3 separate regions of the Mus musculus genome follow, and all the other regions are linked to region 1. The links are chromatin contacts, called in public HiChIP or PLAC-seq maps. All regions are on one chromosome and are shown on one strand. Each heading gives the region's core, a stretch centred on a gene start, on an enhancer-like site or on the middle of the called end of the contact. The rest is flanking DNA. Distances are from core to core; before and after follow the strand shown.

Evidence for each region. HiChIP or PLAC-seq counts read pairs in DNA pulled down with a chosen protein or histone mark.
Region 2: a contact with region 1 is called in an H3K4me3 HiChIP or PLAC-seq map of fetal liver, with 3 times the contacts expected there. The contact joins the enhancer-like site here to the promoter of Kti12 in region 1. A contact is called at or near these places in 3 of 39 promoter capture datasets (3T3-L1-derived adipocytes, the C10 cell line and neutrophils), 2 of 115 datasets of contacts at active chromatin or transcription factors (fetal liver and large pre-B cells) and 2 of 9 other capture datasets (adipose tissue and liver).
Region 3: a contact with region 1 is called in an H3K4me3 HiChIP or PLAC-seq map of embryonic stem cells, with 14 read pairs. The contact joins the enhancer-like site here to the promoter of Kti12 in region 1. A contact is called at or near these places in 5 of 39 promoter capture datasets (the 3T3-L1 cell line, the C10 cell line, the HPC-7 cell line and 2 more), 1 of 15 datasets of contacts at CTCF or cohesin (large pre-B cells), 1 of 484 Hi-C or Micro-C datasets (cortical neurons), 25 of 115 datasets of contacts at active chromatin or transcription factors (the 230-238 cell line, the NIH/3T3 cell line, the SCID.adh cell line and 15 more) and 3 of 9 other capture datasets (adipose tissue, liver and pancreatic islet).

Annotation. Positions count from the first base shown.
Region 1 is chr4:108,846,106-108,850,112 of GRCm38.p6, forward strand. It overlaps Kti12 (KTI12 homolog, chromatin associated), which reads left to right and starts at 1,752. Exons shown (of 1, transcript NM_029571.2): 1 at 1,752-3,307. The coding sequence starts at 1,786. The coding sequence ends at 2,841. The region is part of intron 2 of Txndc12 (thioredoxin domain containing 12 (endoplasmic reticulum)); the gene reads left to right.
Region 2 is chr4:109,252,307-109,256,313 of GRCm38.p6, forward strand. It overlaps Calr4 (calreticulin 4), which reads left to right. Exons shown (of 8, transcript NM_001033226.4): 8 at 1,444-2,271. The coding sequence ends at 1,695. All of the region lies in intron 2 of Gm40225 (a long non-coding RNA gene), which reads right to left. Among named protein-coding and RNA genes, the nearest start is that of Calr4, 19 kb to the left of the region's middle. Within about 2 kb of position 1,680, at least 31 of the 459 cell types and tissues checked have an H3K27ac peak or open chromatin away from gene starts, as enhancers often do. A contact at or near this core is called in adipose tissue and fetal liver, where this site is marked.
Region 3 is chr4:109,172,126-109,176,132 of GRCm38.p6, forward strand. Osbpl9 (oxysterol binding protein-like 9) reads right to left here. Exons shown (of 24, transcript NM_001368727.1): 2 at 149-199. Among named protein-coding and RNA genes, the nearest start is that of Gm46867, 28 kb to the right of the region's middle. Within about 2 kb of position 1,751, at least 60 of the 459 cell types and tissues checked have an H3K27ac peak or open chromatin away from gene starts, as enhancers often do. A contact at or near this core is called in adipose tissue, cancer-associated fibroblasts, cortical neurons and 3 more, where this site is marked.

The DNA of each region.
Region 1 (4,007 bases), core at 502-3,001:
AGAACTATGTAAGTTTCCTGATAACAAAAAGTCAGCACTTACTGTGTACCAGGTGTTAAATAATCTAAATTGGTTAGCTCATTTAGTTTCTCGACATTTCTATGAAGTATTGTTGTTACTTTTTTAGAAATGAGAAAGTCACTCAACAGTTAGAAGATCACCAGTTGGTACATAGCAGAGCTGAGCTTCTGACAGCCTCTTTGTTCTCTGTCAGTGAGTTATATACTAGCCTTAAGCTAAAATAGTGTAATGTTTCAGGGAGGGTTAGTTTGTGCACAAACACGCAGAGCATAAGGGGTGGGGGAGGGTGCAGAAGCAAGGAGCTGCCAATGTTACAAAGATTGGTTTATTTAGTCTTTACAGCCTCTGAGATTGGTACAACTATGAAATAATAACTGTTACATTTTATCGAAAAGAGAATTGAAATACTGAAAAGTGAAATTACTTCCCAGTCTTTTTTTTTTTTTAAAGATTTATTTATTATATGTAAGTACACTGTAGCTGTCTTCAGACACTCCAGAAGAGGGAGTCAGATCTCGTTACGGATGGTTGTGAGCCACCATGTGGTTGCTGGGATTTGAACTCCGGACCTTCGGAAGAGCAGTCGGGTGCTCTTACCCACTGAGCCATCTCACCAGCCCCACTTCCCAGTCTTTAAACAACCATTAAGTGGACTTTCATGTGTCTCCTGTACTGTATTAGAGACTTACTCTACTCCAGCATGTGTGTCCTATATTATATCATACTCCTGTCACACACATACTCACATTTATACTTCTGTACCTATCACACTTGTGCTTGCTGTTGTAAAACAGATCCTAAGTCTCATGACACGGGGGTCTCAACTCAAGCTTTCTGCAGGAGGATTGCCAAGTTTAATTAAAAAAAGATACCCAGCTAAATTTAAATTTCACACAAAGGAAAATTAAATATGCCCATGTAACTTATGCAACTTTTTAAAAATCTCAAAATCAGATTTAATTGGAAAATCTTCATTGTATTTGGCGACTCTATCCACGATGGAAATTTCAATTATTCTTTCAAGTTCAAAATCAAGTTCGCTCCGAGGGTATAGTGCTGAGGCATAGAGCATTCACAAGGTTCTAGCCCAGCAGCCCTCTCTACCAAACAAATAGAAACAAATTCAAGCATCAATCAAGTCTTCAAGGAGGTTTCCGGGCAGCTTTTTCACTTCTGTTCTTCACACTAAAGTACAGCTACCCATAAAAGTGTTTACTTTGCGTGGACACTTAATGCTTCCTGATACGAACCTTGATTTTTTTTTCCTTTTTTCCATATATATATTGTTTTTTTGAACCTTGATTTTCCTAGGGGAACAGTTTTTATTCATCTCTGACCCCAACCATGAAAGGATGTTGACGACTGAAATAGTTGTTATGAATAAACATTTACTAAGAGCTACTAGGTGTAAGAGAAGTCCTGAATAGAGAAACATCATTTGTAATTTGCCTTCTGTATGCTAAATGTGGTGCTAGTAATTTCGTTGAATGCCCATTAAATCCCATTTAATAAATACCCTCTTTGACGGAGGGTAATCTTATCCTGTTGAGGCCTTTAACGTTTGGTGTAAATAACTAACGCCATTCTAATCTTTGCGTCTCCTTTCTGAGAATGTTGGTCCTTGATCTGGTTGGTTAGAGTTCCGGTTTCCCATAGAAACAAAAGGTCCCGTAAGAGTGTAAGGGAACAGGAAGCTCGGTTTTCTCTTCCGGTTCCTGCCGGAAGTTGACGCCAAACATCCGCACATGGATGCCCCTGGAGATCATGCCGCTCGTCGTGGTTTGCGGGCTGCCGTCCAGCGGCAAGAGCCAGCGGACGGAGGAGCTCCGTCGGGCGCTGGCCAGCGAGGGCCGCGCGGTGTATGTGGTGGACGATGCTTCGGTGCTGGGCGCGCAGGACCCGACTGTGTACGGCGACTCCGCTGGTGAGAAGGCTCTGCGGGCTGCGCTGCGGGCTGCGGTGGAGCGGCGCCTGAGCCGGCAGGACGTGGTCATCCTGGACTCGGTGAACTACATCAAGGGCTTCCGCTACGAGCTGTACTGCCTCGCCCGGGCCGCGCGCACGCCGCTCTGCTTACTTTACTGCGTGCGGCCGAACTGGCCGAGCCGCGAGCTTCGGGAGGCTTCCGCCTCCGAGAACCGGGACCTGGCTGTCAGCGTGAGCTGGAGACCGCGGGCCGAGACCGGCGGGAAGTCTCAGGCGGCTGGCGCTGTGGAGGAACAGCGCGCCACCAGCCCCGTAGCCAACGGGGGAGTTCTGGCCGCTGTCTCAAAGGAACTGGATCCAGAGGAAATCCTGCCATCAAACCCTTCCGCTGTAATGACCCCGGGGTCCGAGAAATCTGCAGAGCCTGCGTCCTGTGCCTTTCCTCCCGAGGTTCTGGAGTCCTTAGCGCTGCGCTTTGAGTCTCCCGACTCCCGGAACCGCTGGGATCGCCCCTTGTTCACTGTGGTGGGTTTAGAAGAGCCATTGCCCCTCGCGGAGATCCGGTCTGCCTTGTTTGAGAATCGGGCTCCCCCGCCCCATCAGTCTACGCAGTCTCAGCCTCTAGCCTCTGGCAGCTTTCTGCACCAGTTGGATCAGGCCACAAGCCAGGTGTTGACCGCTGTGATGGAAGCCCAGAAGAGCGCTGTGCCCGGAGACTTCCTAAAGCTCCCTGGCACCACGGAGCCCCTCCGATTTACCCGACCCTTGACCTTAGCAGAATTGAGTCGCCTCCGTCGCCAGTTTATTTCCTACACCAAAATGCATCCCAATAACGAGAATCTGCCTCAATTGGCCAACATGTTTCTTCAGTATCTGAACCAGAGTTTGCACTAATGAGGTAGTGGGCAGCAGCTGTGGCTCGTGTCTGACTATTCTACTGTACTTTGTTTAGGAAGAATAGTCCGAAGGTCTGCAAAGCATACTGTAGTAAGATGGCCAAGTTTTGACTCGTTTTCTTAACTGCCACTGCCATACCCTGAGTGTGTAGTTAGCATAAGCTGAGGCATTGAGTGGTAGCTCCAAAAACACCAGGGGGCTTCGGTTGGAGTCTACTTAGGAATACTACACACCACTGTTGGCCTTCCATCGGGATTAAGTCAACTGTGAGTAGAAACCGAAGATAACAGTTTTGTATTCATAATGGCCTTTTCATACTCCAAGTACTTTTGAGCACAGAGCCTCTTGCTTCTGACCTGGCACTTGGAACACAGATATATATATCTTTTGTTCTGTCCCTGGGAAACTGATATTTGTGTAAGACAACCACCAGATATTTTCTCTAATAAAATCTTCTAAAATTACCTGCTGGTCTCTTGATGTAGTTTACTGTTTCCTCTGCAACTTAGTATTTTATATGTACATGTAGTATCTTTATATGAGAGGCTTGATTGCTTGGCCTATATATTGTAGCACCTTGCATGTTTATTGAATATTCTAAGGCAAACATTACTCTTAGTTTTGTTGGTAGCAAACAGTATTGGATTTTCATTATCCATATAGTTCTTCAGACTTGGCAGCTGTGTGAAGTGCAAACATGCTTAGCAGGATGAATGCCAGCCATCCCAGAATAACCTGTGCAGGGTTATTACTGACTGTTGACCAGTGGCTAGGAGGTGTTTGAGGAAGAGCTTTAGAAAAGTTACTATTTGAAATATCACTGTAGAATAGTCTGCTAAGGAACAAAATGCAACTTTTTAGACTTTCTAGACCTTGGAAGTTTCTTGCTACTTGTAAAGAGTTAACAAACATATTCCAAATTATATTTGTGTCAAAAAAATAATTTAGATTTGCTTTCCTTTTCTTTTTTTCCTTTTTTTAAAGATTTATTTATTTTATGTATGAGTATGCTGTCGCTGTCTTCAGGCACACCAGAAGAGGGCATCAGATCCTATTCCAGATGTTTGTGAGTCACCATGTGGTTGCTGGGATTTGAACTTAGGACCTCTGGAAGAGCAGTCAGTGCTCTTAACCACTGGGCCATCTCTCCAGCCCTTAGATTT
Region 2 (4,007 bases), core at 430-2,929, 410 kb after region 1:
GAGATTACAGGTCTGTTGGGCACCAGTCCTGACTCCCAGCGGATCTAACTGAAAGTGCTAGGCTTGGAACATTTGCCTTTATCCTCTGGGCTATTTTGCTGACTCAGTGCCTAGCTTTAAAAATACGTTTTAGTCTAGTTTTGTCTTGTTTTACTTTAGCATTATCATCTTTATTTTGTGATACTAGAAAACTAACATAGAGCTTTGTTCATGCTAGACATGTGCGGATTGCTGAGCCACTCCCCAGCCCTCTAATACTGTTGTGTTATTGTTATTTATTAGTTAGAACACGAATGTTTTTATGTAGACTGCTTAGGTTCAAATCCAGGCTCCATCCCTAACTAGCTATATGCACTTTGTCTGTTTATTTAACCTTTCAATTGGGAATAATGATAGCACTATCTTTTAAACAAAATGTAGACCATCCATATGAGCTGGGTGTGACGGCATGTCCACCACTGCAGTCCCACAGGGTGGAGGAGGCAGAGGCAGAAGGGTTAAGAAAGAATTCAAGGTTTGGACACAGTGGTGTGCATCTTAGATCCCAGCACTCTCAGGTGGGTCTCTGAGAGTTTGAGCCCAGCCTGGTCTACATAGTGAGTTCCAGGACAGCTGGCGCTTCATAGAGAGACCTTGTCTCAAAAAAATTAAAAGAAAAAAAGAAAGCATTCAAAGCCATTTCTGGATTATATAGCAAGACCCAGTCTCAAGAACAAAATAAGCAAGCAAATGAATGAATTAGAAAGAATCCCAAACATTAGATAGCCCTTATCGAAGGTGGGCTACATGACCTTATGCATCATTGTGAGGAATACAAATAACACACAAATATTGTTTAGCCTAAGGTGGGTAATGACATAGGTATCTAATGCAAGAGGAGGAATTAGTTTATTTTAGTATTTTAAATTTTTTATTACACTTATGCTACTTAGTATAATGTTACATATTATCAGGTCTGAGTGCACGCACATGCCACAGTATTGGAGGTCAGAGGACGACTTGTGCCGTTGGTTCTTTCCTTCCGCTGTGAGTCCAGGGAGCAAACTCAGGGCTATGGGCTTGGTGTCAAGCACTGTCACCTTTACTCAACTTGCCAGTCCACTTTATATTTTTAAAATTATTTTATTTTAGTTTATATTTCATTTTGAGACAAGGTCTTAGGTAACCCCTAACATCCTTGTCTAGCAGAGGATAACCTTGAACTCCTGACCCTGCCTCCACCTCTCAGGTGCTAGGATTATGTGTATGCCTAGCTTTAGATCAATTTTATTTACAAATGAAATACATCAACACCCAGACGACTACCCCACAGGCGCTGAAATCTAGATGTAAATAAACACCATCCTAGAAACCTTGAAGTCAATGGGAAGACAACAGATGTTTCTAAAATGGGCTATCTGTTTACTTCATCTGTGAAACTTTGAAACCCCACATTTTAAACAGGATGTGGAGCAGCAGTGGAGAGAGCTGTATGAGGAAATGGAGAAACAGAAGGAGGCGGAGGAGACCAAGAAGAAGAGGGAAAAGGAGAGAGCCAGGCAAGAGGACGTCTGGGGACTAGATGAGGAGGATGAGGAGGACGCTGAAGAGGACGACGAGGAGGAAGCAGAGGAAAGGCTCAAGCAGGAAGGCAGTGCAGCGAGGGCGTCTCTGGACCAGAAGGAAGCCCACTTGGATCAGAAGGATGAACTGTAACTGCACAGACACTGGGTGTGGCCGAAGTCAGAGACGGTGCTTAGAGAGGGAAATGGGCCCTCGCTTAGCAAATTATGGGAAGTAAAACGACTCATTCTTTTTAGATAAACTTTGGATTTATAGTTCTACTCCCCTTCCCTGCTCTATTTGCTCATTGGTAGAAAGGGAATGATAATTTTATCTCATGAAATGGCCCTTGGGACTGAATGAGGCAATGCCTGTAACATGCCCAAAGTAAATACTTGTAAAAAAAATGTAGTAGTTAAAACTACTATCATTATCATGGTGTTTATGAAATTAATTGTTGGTAAATAAGCTTCTATATAAACTTGGTTCTTACTTTCAACTGGGGTTTTTCTTTTGTTTAAATATATGCAATTCTTAGTATTTATGGAGCAGTGCTAACAGTTGAACCCAATGTTTCCTTTTTTTTTTTTTTTTTTAAATGTATTGAGCACCTAAAGCCAAAAGCAGAACATCCTTTGGACGTTTGGAAAAATACTTCATGAAAGTCACCTTGTTTGCCTGCTGCTCTTGCCTTATGTTTAAACAATTGTTACTTGTTTGCAAGTTTGCTTGTCTTATTTCTATCTTTTTTGTTCCACCGGCTCACAGCATCATTATCTCTTGAGTTCTTGTAGTTCTTTATAGATTAGAAAGCATTTTCCCACAAATTCGCAGTGTGCCTACAATGCATCTATTCAGTCTTACAGAGGTCACTGCAGAGATCATTGCTATCTTCATGTTGCAGACACAGAAACTTGTTCAGGGTCAGTCAGTAAGGGGCGGGCCAGGATCTGATCTCAGGTTCATCTGGCTGAAAAGCTTAGCCTTCTACTGCACCAGGCGATTTGAATGAATATCTATTAGTACGAAATACAGACAGAAAGTAACCTGTCACATGGAAGAAATGTCCTTATATCCTTTTGTTTTGTTTTTGTTTTAATCCAACATTTAAGGAACCAGTAAACGACAGGGTTACCAACACAAATCAAGGTACTCACTAAATATCCATTGGAAAGTGTGAACTCCTATCCTCAACTACATAGTGACCGCAAGGCCAACCTGGACTAGACCCTATCTCAAAAAACAACCAACCAAACACAAAACCAAACCACCAACTCACTCTGCCTATGCCTGCAGGTTTCAGAGACACCTTCATAAAGACCTTTGAGCCAGGTATTGAAGAATACAAGAAAATGTAGAACAGATTTGCAGTTAAAGAACTAGGAGCCTGGATAACAGGAAGTGGAGTCATCAGATCAGTGAGAGTGGCAGGAAGTTCTCCCTTCCTCCCTGGAAGCTGGGACATAGTCAGCTTGTTTTGTTTCTTAGAAAAACTAAATGTTTAATTTTTAAAAGAATATCTTTTATATATTCTTTGGCATTTGTATACATGTATACATGAGCACCTTCATCGTCATTTGAGACAGGTTCCCACAGTCTTGCCCTGTTGCCCTGATTGGCAGAGAGTTTACTTTGAAACATAGACTGGCTTTTAACTTCCTCATACCTCAGCCTTTGAGTGCTGGAATTGCACGCATGCAAAAACTGCTCAGCTCCTAGTGGTGGGTCTTGGATTTTTAGAATATTCTAGATTAGGAGATAGTACATTGGGTAAAAAAGCTAACTATTAAAACTTGAGTTTCATCTCTGAATTTCACATGGTAGAAAGAACCAACTCTTGTAAATTGTCTTCTTCTACACACATGCAGTATATATACATACGAATTAATAAATATTTAAAAAAACAATTTTAAGTGGCGGTTGGGTGTGGAAAGAAATTTGGAAAGATTAGCACCTGACAGCCCACAGACTGTAGAGAGTTTTCATAGCCTGGGGGAGGGGTATGGGGGGTTGGGGTGGTAGCCAAGGCACACCAACCCACAAAAGGCAGTTTCAAAATAGTATCAAGTTTTAAGATATCGTACATGAGCTGACTAAGATCTCTCTGGCACTGCTTGATACCAAGCACATTGGGACATCACTTTTGAAATAGCAGCTCAGACCCAGGGTGAAGAGACGAGCTTTATGCAGCTAATTTTGTGGCACAAACCGGTTTTTCTTCCATTGAAGGAGTTGGGAGAGCATGCAATGGTCCCCTCAGCATTAAAGAGCACTCGATACTTTCTGCGATCAGTGAGAAAGGGGACAGACACGAAACAAACTTGCTCTGAGGGCTGTGGATGAGTGACAGAGTGTGTATCTAACGTGCACAGGACCCTAGTACTGGAAGAACTAAGTAAGGGCTGGGTCTCAGAGGTCTCATTATCTTAATTTGATTACTTCTAGTGAGTAAAGTAAAAACTAAG
Region 3 (4,007 bases), core at 501-3,000, 330 kb after region 1:
TGGAGAAACCCAAGTCCCCTCCCTGAGACTTGGTTATCTGGCCCAATAACTAAGTAAGGAAATTAAGTTAAAAATATAGACTCCGTGGCTCCATCAAAATATTTCTTTTTTGTTGAAATTGGTTTTCATAAAATGAAAAAATACTCACTCTGAGTCTAACGCATCCTCTTCGAGAGCCTCTCATCATTTTGTCCTTGGACTAAAAGAAAAAACAAAACGCTCAATAAATAAAAGGTTAAGACAAATGTTTTTAGAGTCATCTGTGTACTAAAAATTGAGTAACATTTACAGAACTGACCATTCTTTCTGCCCATCATCTGCCACAGAAGAAATCTCTTCTTGCAGGGAAATTACCAGCTTTTAAATGAAAGTAGTTTGCCATCTATTCAAACCAACCTGAACACAGAACTTTACACACATCCTCAGTGCACACAGCCACTGCAATGTCTATCCCTCTCCATGTCCCTTCACTACAGACCAGCATTGAGTGTAAGAATCTCTCCCCATGATGAGGACAAGAGGGAGGGACCACACTTTCCGTGCAATCCCCAGATGTCATGTCTCCTTTTCTGTTTTGCAGCCACTCATCAAAGTGCCTTAGCCATCTGGTCTGGATTCTCACCCTTGAGTGCCCAGCCTCCTGTGTGTTCCTTGATTGGGGCATGTACAGCCTTTGGGGCATTCCTAGGAGGGTGAGAAGTCTATCTTGGCTTATTGTATGCTCTAGTGCAGTGTCTGGTATACATTAGGTGCTCAAAAAGCATATCCTGGTGAGACACTGTTGTCCCTTCTGTCCCCTCACTAGCCTGGGTGGAACTCAGGCTGTTACAGGAAGCATAGAGCTGACATCCAGGAAATAAATGCTCCTGGAAATTAATTGGCCACCCTAAGTAAAATCTAGGAGAGGGATTGTAATACATATGTAATACTTGTAGAATAATTGATATTTTCCACTTCCCACCTGTATGAAAAAAAAAAATCAAAACAAGCAGACTCCATGTGACTGTACAATTGTCCTGCTTGAAGCCCCAGACACCTATAACCTCCAAATTTCTAAGCGATGGGAATTCATGTTCAGAAGTGATTGCTGATATTCTGAAGACAGTCTGCTTTTATTTTTGCAAACACAGATAGATAATTTAGGGGGAAAATACCGGGCATGATCAAAGAGTTCCTTACTAATAGGGCAACTAATAAAAGCATTGCTAAGAGAGGCATTCTTAAGCACTTAATAGCCCTTTTATGGAACTATATTTATCTTCTCTCCAAAACAATAAAGACATGATACAAAAACATTCATTAGGTTAGAATACAACCAATGAGATTAGAATGCAAAGCTATTCACATACACACTCTCCTCTCCTCTCCTCTCCTCTTCCCTTCCCTGCCCTCCCTTCCCCTCCTCCCCCATCTCCTTCATCCTTGAGCCGCCTGCATTGTAAAGCAGTTTTTAAAATCACAAGACACAAGGCCAGACAGGCCAATGATGTTGCTTCCATTTGGATTATGAATTACAAAACACTAAAACAACTGGAAGCAATTACACAAATAGCTGAGGAACTGCTCAGGCGAATCAGAATATGGAGCATTCTACAAAATAACCGACGATAAAAAAATAGTCTCACACAAACAATCCAAACACAAGAGCACAGAAAGCACAAAGGAGCAAGGACAGAGAGCAACTCTGAATCCAGAGATCCAGAGTGGGGGCCCGGGCTGCAGCAGTGAAGCTTGCTGGCTCCTGGGTAAGGCACTGGCAGCACACTAGGGACCTGAGCTCCATCCGGCACCACCCCTCTGCGGCTCCTTCTTCAGTAAGCTGTCTCCTTTGCCTGTTAATATCTCCCCGAGCCTGTTGGATTCTTTCTTCAGGAACACAATAATCTGGAACACTCCAGGTGGTGCCCCCTGAACTCTGTTATCGAGACCAGCCCAACTGCTCTCAAGTCTAGGTCTGGATGATCCTCACGAGCTCCAGGCCAGCTTGGGCTACATACGGAGACTGTTTCAAAATAAAGATAAATATGTCAAGCAAACCAGAACAAAATAATCTTGCAGTCCAAAAGCTCCCACCATTCCTGTGGCCCAGCCTGACTTTCCAGCTCCCTGAACCAGCCAGTCCTTCATGCCTAAGGGCTTTGACAGACTGTTCTCTTGCCTGCAGTGCCTGCCCATGTTCCAGGTTCCTTAACAAGCTAATCCTGCTTACCCTCAGGAAATTCTAGCTGAGGCCCTGGACTACATTATAACCATTCCTGCCAAAAAGCCATTTTTAAAAGACAATCTTTCCCTTCATAATATTGTGGGGAAATAAAACTTCCCTGGATTTCTCTGCGTTCTAATCAAAAGCTGTAGAGCATGTCATAATAATTAATTTTTTCATTTTTCTCTGATCTCAAAGAATAACAAATATTTTCTTTCCCAGTGGAGTGTGAAAATTATATCCTGGAATAGGAAAGTCATTTTAAGAGCATGTAAGAACCACTCAGCTCAATGTATTAAATCTGTTGCCCAACAGGGGTTCTGAATCGCTTTAGTCTGAGGCTATGTTTTCTTACTTTAGATGAACTTCAGGATTCCACTTAAGAAGCCATCCATAGGGGCTGGAGAGATGATTTGGAGCCTAAGCGCACGGGTGGCTCTTGCAGAGAGCCTGGGTTCAGTCCCCAGCACCACATGGTGTCTCACAATCACTGTAACTCCACTTCCAGGGACTGAACACCCTCTTCTGGCCTCTATGGGCACTGTACACATCAGGTACTTAAGTGCATGCAAGCATATACATAAAATAAAATTTTTAAAGTTTTTTTTTTTTAAATCTTCAAGGGCCAGCAAGATGGTTCAGTGGGTAAAACTGCTTGCTACAAAAGCCCTACAACTTGACCTAGATCCCTTGGTGGGAGAAGAGAACTGATTCCCAAAAGTAGTCTTCAAGCCTATGCCTTGGACACATCTGCTATACAACACACACATACACACCATTTATAGTAAATAAAATTTTTTAAATCAAGAAACATTCAAAATATTCTCCATTTAGGCTCCAAAGCTGCAGATACCATTTATATGAAAGTTATTCTTTAAATGTACAAAATAATTTCAATTCCCTATAATTTCTAGAGTTAGTTATAAGAATATATATAATACACACACACACACACACACACACACACACACACATATCCACAGATAAAGAAGGTACTATAGACCGCACAGTTTAATAAAATGAGGTGGCTGTGGGAAAATGCTGAAATTCAGCTTTGCCAGATCCCTTCTGTTCTCAGACTTTAGTTTCCCTGTTGGTAAAATGGAGACATGACTCACCCTCAAGAGGTAGTCCCAAGTACTTACTACAGAAATCATGCAGTACCCCTGTTTATGCCCCCTTTTTGCTCCTACCTTAAATAAACAAACACAGACTGTAGTGATGTTCTTTAAAACTAGACAGGTACAATTCTCGTGAGCAACAAATTTTATCAGAGGTCAAAGTGTAATCATCCAGACAGGAGCAAAGATACTCTACAGAAAGGCACATGTGCCTCTTCCCTGCTATCAGACTTTTGAAACAATAGACTCCAAGGAATTGGAATTTCTCAGGAACCCTGGTGCCAGCAGAGAGATGTATTTATCAGAGAGATTTCACACAATGCTAACTTTAGCAAGACAGAGCTGTAACCAAAAGCCAGTGAAAGGTTGGTGAGGGGCAGGACTACACCATGACTCAGCTGCTTAGTTAAGCATGCCTCTTGCCTCTATTGAAATCTAAGTCTGGAGTCTGGACCCTGAAGATGGACTTGGTTGGAACCAGTGAGTCACTGAACCTTTCCATTTGTCCCTTGTCCAGGGTGGCCACACTGAACAAACACCCTTTCTGCTTCTCACTGTTATTTGTTACTTTACTTGGCCCACTGAGGGCAGGTGGACTGAGTCTCTACCTTGTCAGCTCCAGGACACAGACTTTTACCCTGATAACTCTGGAAACAAGAACAAATACTCCCAAATACGACACC